Linked DNA regions of Mus musculus: region 1 is linked to region 2. A link is a contact called in public promoter capture Hi-C data. All regions are on one chromosome and are shown on one strand. Each heading gives the region's core, a stretch centred on a gene start, on an enhancer-like site or on the middle of the called end of the contact. The rest is flanking DNA. Distances are from core to core; before and after follow the strand shown. Region 1 holds the start of Sh3bgrl2 (SH3 domain binding glutamic acid-rich protein like 2). Region 2 holds the start of Myo6 (myosin VI).

Region 1 (4,559 bases), core at 848-3,347, 3.4 Mb after region 2:
ATCCATTACTTTTGTCTTGGATATACCTAGAATGATCTGTGTGTGTGTGTGTGTGTGTGCATATATATATATGCAGGCTGGAGAGAAATAACGCTGCTTCAGCCTCCGTACAGGCAGGAGTCAGGTTATAATTTTGTCTAACTGTTTTTCTTCTTTTTAAATCCTCATTCCCTCGCTTGAGACCCTGTTGACTGATTGAGCTGGCTTGGTCACCAGGTGATTCGTCACAACAACAGGAAGATGACTAACACAGTTCCTCAGAGCCGTGTGTTCTATGTCACAGCTCCGTGCTGCCTGACTTCCCCAGTTGCAATTCCAATTTGCTGACTGAGGAAATGACTTAGTCAATTTCTTTTATCCATTTTCCTCAGAGCGCTTCTGAGTTCTACTGTTAAGCTGTTTATCTCCATTGCTACATTAATTCTATACTTTGGGGGGGAGGGAATGGTTCCTTTTGTAAAGACCCATATTTATACAGGAAATAATGTATCTACTTCTGTGAAAATTATTTCACATTTTATATGCCTTCATTTCCATGTTTGTGATAGCAAAAGCTAAAGAACAATTGCAGAGTGTTATAGCTACAGCAGAACTTATATTTAAGTTTTTAACATTAAAAAGAAATAAAGACCCACCAGGATTATATATTCTTACTCTACTAAGTTTAAAGAGGCCTATGACAAAAGTGGATTAAGATAAGCAATGAAGGGGCCACTGAGATGGCTCAGTGGGTAAAGACACTTGCTGCTAATCCTGACCCACACGGTAGAAGGAGAAAGTTGTCCCATGACCTCCACAAGTATGCTGTGCTAAATGGATCTACACAAACAAAAATATACATACATACATACATGCATACATACAAATAAAACTATTTAAGACATAAGCCACAGGAAAGGTTGGCAACTTGAAATATTAGTAAGTCTAAAAACCAAAGTCCTTCAAGCAACCATTTGTGCCAGAAACTTGCAAACGTGGGAGACTTCATCACACAATTTTCTTCTCTCTAGAATTAATTAGCAGCATTCCCTGAACGCTGCTAAAGTCCCTTGGTGAAATGAAGAAAGTAAATACAGTAGTGTGAGGGAAACTGGTTCACTTCCACAAAACTAGGAGTGGCTTGAGCCTTAGCCAAGCCAATACAACCTGCTAAAGCACTACTCGGAACCTATTAGCCACTTCATGAAAGCTTTCTCTTTAATGGTATCCTCCTGGGATACCGCGTTGGAATGCACAGCGATTTCGAAAAAGACACAGATTTGGCTCAACTGTAAATATCAGTAGGTGCACAGAGGCAAAGGCATTGTGCGGGGTAGGGGGTGGGGAGGGAGGGTTCTGATTCCCAATGTTGATAGGGGGATTTTCATTTCTATCAGTACTTATTCTTTTCTACTACAATTACAGTTTTGCAAAGAAAAATAAAATATCGGTCTTGTTCTCATTTGGCTTTCCAGTTTTCAGTGTCTTTAGAATAAAGTGAAAGCCTGTTTCATTTACCAAAGAGATTCCCTTTGCAAACTAGGCGTGGTGATGTATGCTTGTAATACCTGCTAGGGAGGGTGAAGTTGAGTTCCAGGCCAGCCTGGGCTACATAATAAAACCGCCTCCAGGAAAAATAACAACACTCCTCTTCAACAGTTTTTCAGGGTTGCAGGAGAAACAAAACACCAAAAGCTCAACCCACTGCCATGCCTGTCCAAGCCCGTGAACTGCCAAGGTCTCTGGGGCGAGCCTTTGCGTGTCTCTAAAACAGTGGGTCGCCTCAGCTCCATGGCTGTTTCTGATAGAGGATGCTCCACCCGTCTCCACCGCAAACAAAACCCAAGCTTGGACTATCCTCCACCCAACCCTTTGTCTTGTTTGCTGTGTTCTTGTAAACTGGCTTCCCGCCAATTAGCTTGTCCCGCTTCCGGGTCCTTCCTAAACCACCTGCGTGTACGATTAATTCCCGTGAAGCAGGCGCCGGACAGAAGGAGCGCAGTGCCTGGTCACTCTGGGCGCCAAGGAAACTACAACTCCCGTCAGCCCCCGCGGCCGCCTGGCCCCACCCGCCTCTCGCTCAGCCCGCGGCGGAGGCGCTGGGCTTTCATCCGCGGAGCGGCGGGAGCCAGACGCGTCGCTGCGGTCTTCTCCGACGGTCGCACGGGAGTCGGCAGCTACCTCAGTCGCGTTAAACTTCTGTGACCGAGTCAGCGGCGATCCCTGACGCAGCGAGAGGATGGTGGTCCGCGTCTTCGTCGCCTCATGCTCAGGCTTCGTGGCGGTGAGCCGAGCGGGCGGGATCGCGGGAGACGCGCAGCGCGTGCGCCCGTAGGAGACGCGCGGGCAGGTGACCGCCGGGCTCGGACCCGGTGGACACGCAGGGGTCACACACCCCGCACTGGCAACTGGCGAGGGGACCCAAGGGAGCCAGTCCCCTGCCGCAGCTGTCGGCTCCAGGGGCCCTTTGCTGAGTTTAGAGGTTCCGGACTTGGGACACCCCGTCGGCTTATGTTTCCTATGGCAGTTTAGACTACTTTGATTTGCTGACCTGGCGTCTGGAGGAAACCCATTTTAAAAAATTGCTCTACATCCTCTCGTCCCCAGCAAGTCCTTTTTAGTTTTACACCTGAGCAAACCACACTTGTCCTGTTAGGTCGCAGTTAATTTATTTTCTTTGTTGTTTTTTAGCCTAGGGTGTTACAAATACTTTTACATATGGTCCTTCCCTTGTTCCTCCAGTGCTGTGGTAAATTTCATTTTAAGAATAAATTGTGTTTTCTATTTTTAGCTACTCTGTTTGTCGAGTGTTGACTTCTTTTAGGAATATTGTTCTTTAGAAGAAGTTAAATAACTAGAAATAGTGCACATGTATACTAAGACACATGTAATGCGCCTGTAGTGTGTCAGTTATGTTTCATGTGATTGCTAAGACTTGATTTCCTTAGCCAAGAGTTAAACTACATCTCCAAAAATCTACTTTGTCAGTTACTTAATCAGATATAGAAAAAAGTACAAGAATGATTGGTTTAAAGTTTAGGCTGGCTGGTTGCCTGCTCAGTAGGCAGACTGTCTTAGAATTTAAGTGGGTGGGGTAGAAGGCGGAATAAAATACTACTTGGAAAATCCCCGTAAACTACTGAAGCTCTTAACCCAATCTTTTTTGATACAAGGACACAATAGCTGGGAAAATGCTGGCCTACCTGTATGTGCAGGCATGTCCTGGTTCTCAAAAATCCTCCCTTTTTGTTATTGCTTAGTCATAGGTGCCTTTAAAAGATTTTTCCCTGTTAAAGCTGAGCCTCATGAAATGTACTATCTCCTAGATAGATTTATTGAAATGAATTCCTTACTATAGAGCTTTTGGTCTTTACCATGAACTTACCAGCTTCGGTAATTATTTCAAAAGGAGCTTACTGATTTCAGAAGCAGCAAGCTCCAATGTTGATCTTCAGTTGTGTTGGGAAAGTCACAGGTAAATTACCTGTCTTCTCCATCATGTATCCAGACTTGCATCCTGTAACCAATTTTATCAGTTCCATAAACACACATGTATTTAGTGCCTGCCTACTGTGTGACTTGAGTCTGGGCTTTAATGTTTTGTGCACGGACCTAAGTTGAGGAAACAAGTTCTTGTGTGCTGCCTAGTGTGGGGACCAGTGGTGCCCGAGCTCTGCCCTTCTCTCTCTCCTGTACCAGGAAGGCTTTTGAGGCCCTCACAATTGTGCTGTCCTTTTAAAATGCTTTCGTCAGTTGAGTAAATGTGGGTACAGCTCATACCAGTCTATTCCATTTGAACTGCAGACTGGTGAACTTCAAAGTGCAGTCTCTCCACTTTGGTTTTTTAACCGCGTCTCAGATCCCCATGGTCTGATGTGGTTGCATTTGGTTGGGAGCTTATGCTCAGTTCATAGGCACAGCACAGTCTGTAAACACTCATTATTCACTTTGCTCTGCTGTTTGAAAACATACTCTTTTCGGGTCATAGAAACACCCATCGAGCCCCCCCCCCCCAAATTTTGTAATATCTCCTAGTTCATGTACAATTTTTTTTCCTTTACAGCAATATTGACATTTTAAGTTATATAAAGTTTATGCTTATCTGCCAGAACATTGACTTCTTAGCCGTAATGAAGGTGAGCTCTTGGTTGGGGAGGCTCATGGGACTTACAACATTAAGCTGTGTTAAGGTTTTGCAGGAATGCTGTGATTTTCTTCTGCTGGTGTCCGGTTGACTGGTGGCACTTTTTTTTTTTTTTTCCTATACCTGTCTGTGACCAGCAGGTCTATAGCACAAACAGTGTTAATGCCTACCTCAGTTTAATCCTGTACCTGTCTGTGACCAGCAGGTCTATAGCACAAACAGTACTAATGTCCACCTCAGTTTGGTTTTAGCTAAAGCATATAAAATGAAGGAATGTGGCAGGATTAGACCTAGCTAAGGAAATCCAGGCAGCAGGACATTTATGCAGTGTTGAGGGAAAACCCTCCTCTCCTCTGGTTCCCTGGGGCTCAGGAGCTTCTGTGGTAGCAATGACTAACATGAAAGGGGTGGGTGCCTCTTCATCCTCTCCAGCTGC
Region 2 (4,545 bases), core at 1,914-4,413:
AAAAGATAGAAAGAAGGAATAATCCACTAGACTAATTGAACAAGAACAACCAGTTCGTGAAAGACGGTTAGATTCAGGATCTTACCAGGTGTTTTAGGACTGATGTAACTCAGTTTTGCTGGGCTTGCCTAGCATTCGTCAACCCACAGAGCCAGTCTCTAAGCGTGTAAGGGTCCAGGGGGAGGTATCTTAAGGGGTAGCCCACAAACCCAGTCTCCATGTGGGTAAGGGTCCAGGGGAAGGTATCTTAAGGGGTAACTCACAGAGCCAGTCTCCAAGTAGGTAAGGGTCCAGGAGAAGAGGAATCTTAAGGGGTTTGGACTTTCTACTGAGGATAGTGGAGAACCACTCACTTGGATTTCTAACTATGGACTAGTGGTTATGATTATCTAAGATCTGTAGTGATGGTGGCCCAGAAAATGGTAACAGTCGGAGGTAGAAAGAAGAAATGGGCAGAGAGATATGAGGCTAGAAGTAAAGAGATGAAACAGATTAAAGCAGGGACAAAGGGTAAGACTCATGGATGTCATTAGTTACAAAAAGCAACTGTAAATAAAACACCTTCTACTGACTTACAAACAGATTATCTTTATGTCAAATTCAAACTTAAGTAAGGTATGTATTAAAAATATGTAGCGATCTTCATTTTTCCTTTAAAGAAATTTATCATTATTAATTATTATCATTACTATTATTATTCTACCTACTTCATGTGTAGGGCGTTGTGCTTGTACATATGTCTGTGTACCACAGGAATGCAGTGCTTGATGAAGCCAGAATAAGCCTATGAGATTTCCCCCTGGAGCTGGATTTAAAAGCTCTTATGAGCTACTATGTACTCATAACTGCTGAGCCATCTCTTCAGCACCATGATCTTCATTTTAAAAAGCCAATTATTTCTGCGTACCTGCAATATATTTGGGTAGGAGCCCTATGTTAGGCATTGTCTTAGTCTGCTTTGTATTACTATGATATAACACCACCCAAAGCCAGTTTAGGGTTTATTTCAACTCTCAATCCATCACAGGAACTCAAAACAGGAACCTGAAAGCAGGAACTGTTGCAGAGGTAAAGGAGAATTCCTACTTACTGGCCTATTCATCCTGGCTTGTTCAGTTTGCTTTCTTATATTCCCTGGGACCACCTGCCCAGGAATGACACTTTTCACAGTGTACTGGGTCCTTCCATTAATTAATTCCATCAATTATCAATCAACCAAGAAAATGTCCCATAAGCTTGCCTACAGGGTAATTTGATGGGGGATTTTTAAAAACTAAAGTTCCCTTTCAGACGACTCTAACTTGCATGAAGTTTTGCCAAACAAAACAAAACAAACCCACATAAAACAAAGCAAAACAGATAAAAAACCTAACCAACACAAGCATCTTCTTCAGTCTTTCATCCTCTTATTTTTTGTAGTGGGGTCTCAGTGAGTCCAGAGCTCTCCTTTTCTGCTAGAATGGCTGGCCAGGGTGAGCCAATGGTGAGCCAAGGGTTCTGCTTGCCCTCTATCCCCCTCTCTCACCTTAGTACTGGAATTTGAGAAATAAGTCTGCCCCTGGTTTTAGTTTATTTTACAATCTTTGATATAGTTGAGATTTTTCTTTTGGCAATCTTGGAGCTACATTTCTGTGGTTGCTGTAAATTACTTCCTTTCTTGGTTTTCCTTCCTCTTTTTTAGTTTCCCTAATTTTACTTACTGTCTTACGAATTTGAAATGTGTTCAGTGGAAGGTAGCTTTTTCATCAAGTCATTTGGGTCGTCTCTGAATGCCTGACCCTTCCCTTACCATTTTTTTGTGGTGATATGGATTGAACCCAGGGCCTCACATGCTAGGCAAGTATTCTACCGTGGACTTAGTTATAGCCCATCTCTCTCTGAAACAGGATATTACTAACTGACCATGCTGGTCTTGAACATGCAGCTTCCCGAGTAGCTAGAATTACAAGCACGAGGCACCAGGTCCAGTTTGAATTCCTGAAACCTGTCTTCTCTGGGAATCTTCTAGACAGAGCCCAGTGGTCAGAGTACAATATGAGGAGTTGTTTCTCTCCTTGAAACATGCTGGGCTTCAGGATGGGCTGCAAGAACCCTCACTGGCTGAACTATCTTGCCAGCCCCTTATTTTGTTTTCATATTAACCTCTTTTTTCTAGTAAAGGAGATGTTTGCTCTCAAATTTGCATAGGAATGTAATATTTAATTTAAAAAGATGACCCACATATGACCTTATAAGGACAGTAAAATTAAACAACCGGAAAGATAAAGCGGGCCAGTTGGCTCAGTTCTATAAAACCAGCCCACAAGGATTGTCACTATTCTTAGGCTTGCGCGGGCTACATGATGAGTTCCAGGACTGCCTGGTTACAGACCGAGACTCTCTCAAGAGTCCAGATAAACAACAACAAAGGGGGCGAGGTGGAAATACAGGGGCTGTAAGAAGTAAATATGATATCTGCATGGGAGGCTAGCCAGAGAAGAAAAAATTTTCTTCCGTGGTTCAATCCTCCAAGGGCTGAACAGGAAGTTGACGCAGGCAGGTGAGGAGCACGAGCCTAGATGGGCTGCGGTGCCACCCTTAATCCCCACAAGCGAGTTCCTCCGCAATTCGCCTGTCCCACTCTCAACTTTTCTTCAACTGACTCTTTGCTGTGGTCCCTCGCTGTGGCAGTGGAAACAACTACCACTGCGAGGTAGGGAATGTCATGAGGGGCTACCTGCAGCCCTTGGCTTGCAGGGATGCAGGGATGCGGTCGGAACCTGAGGCCCCGCCCTTCTCTTGCCCCACGCCATTAGGCCACGCCCCTACCCAGCACTCCTTCAACCACCCCCTTCCCCGGCGCCTCATGAGGTCCCGCCCCTCTCAACCCTAGCTCTTGAGGCCTCCCCTTCACAGCCGCCCCGGCGTTCCTTGACTTGAGGCCACGTCCCTCTGCTCCTTCATTCCCAAGACCCTACGCTTTGCGAGTCCTCCCTGTCCTGCTGCCTAGGACCCCGCCCCTCTCAGCCCTTCTGCCCCAAGACCCCGCCCCTTAGGCTGTTCCCGCCCACTGGCCAATGAAGACCCGCCCTTTCTTTAGCCGCCCCGCCCCGGTCCCACAAAATCCCGCCTCCGGCCCCGCCTCCCGCCCCCTTGGGCGCTCCGTAGCAGTGACGTGCGCAGGCTGGGCACTCTGCAGGGCTCTCTGGCCGGCGGGTGGAGACCGATCCGGGATCTGTCCCAGCAGGAAGCGTATCCCGGCCGCCGTCGTGCTGTCGTCTCCGGTGCTCGCTCTCGGCCGCGGTGTCGCGCTTGCCCTTCGCGCCCGCAGCCCGGCAGCCTCTCCACGGCCGCGACCCCTCGCGCACCTGCCTCGCCGGGTGAGTGTGGGCGCCTGCCCGCCTGCCTGTCCTCACCGCCTTGGCCTCTGCTCTGCCCGGCGCGGACTGGAGCTCTGGCTTCCCCTTCCCGGGCCAGCGGGGCTCCTGTCACCTGACGAGTCCCACCCGACACTGCAAGATAGTTTTATTTTCTCCTTTCGAAACACAGTGAAAAAGCTACACAGTCTAGTTTGTTGTCAGAGTAAAGATCAATTGATACCATTAATAATTTAGCTGTGTCGAAGAAGACCATGGTAGCATACTATAAAGCTGGAATTTTAGTTCCTAAGCGTTCTAGTATTTTGAGTGTGAGTTTTACGGATGTGTTGCTGAAAATAACTTTGTTATTTAATTCCAAATCGTCTTAAACTAATTAAAACGTGCTAGCTGTGGATTGTATTTTAAAATAGGAAATAATTTGATAAGGCCATTCTTAGATAATCTATGTCAGGAACTTTTACACAAAGATACATTTTATCCGGCATAAAGTATGTAGGGCAGAGCTGTTTAAATCCCAATGTGGAGATACTGCTGGAGCGCTACACAAACGCTGCTCCGATTTCATATGTGTTGAATAAAACTTTAGTTTGCTCTCGTGTTACAGTTGCAGGATTTTCGAATATAGTTAGTCAGCTTGAGACTTTTAACAGCCTTTGAGGCTCGGCTGTAACACCATAAAATCTGAGTCTTGAGCTTGGTGGTGGTCATGGTCCAAAGGTTGGCTGCGGAACAGCAGCATTTCTGTACAAATTAACTCGACTTCAAGACATCTTGGCTTGTGGTTTTCCAACTGGGAAATGTTTAGTGAAAAAAAAATTACCTTAGTGCTCTCTAGCATTAATTTTAGAAATGGCCACAAATGCTACAAGGGGGACAGAGGAAGCCCAGAAACAATGTAGTTCTTCAGAACAGCTCATTGACTTTTAAATGTCTGCCCATTTTCTGTGTTTGCAGTTGCACAGGAGTAAACAGGCACAGTGATAAATAGAAGTCATTTTAGTCTGATGCTCGTCGGCCTGTAGTGTTTTTATTTCGTGTGTGTGATCTGTTACCCATTTTTTTCCCTCTTCCTTTCAAGTTTTGTATTTGTTTTCAAAAGTTACTTGTAAAAGGCAGGGACAGAATACAACCCTTAAGAAAAGAGTATTGCGATTATACAGTTAAAAAGCCGTGGAGTATAGATTTT

The links. Promoter capture Hi-C pulls out the DNA fragments that hold promoters and counts their contacts.
Region 1: a promoter capture Hi-C map of pre-B cells shows a contact between it and region 2. The contact joins the promoter of Sh3bgrl2 here to the promoter of Myo6 in region 2. A contact is called at or near these places in 2 of 39 promoter capture datasets (cranial neural crest and pre-B cells).

The regions. Positions count from the first base shown.
Region 1 is chr9:83,546,241-83,550,799 of GRCm38.p6, forward strand. It overlaps Sh3bgrl2 (SH3 domain binding glutamic acid-rich protein like 2), which reads left to right and starts at 2,098. Exons shown (of 4, transcript NM_172507.5): 1 at 2,098-2,263. The coding sequence starts at 2,219.
Region 2 is chr9:80,161,871-80,166,415 of GRCm38.p6, forward strand. It overlaps Myo6 (myosin VI), which reads left to right and starts at 3,164. Exons shown (of 33, transcript NM_001039546.2): 1 at 3,164-3,359.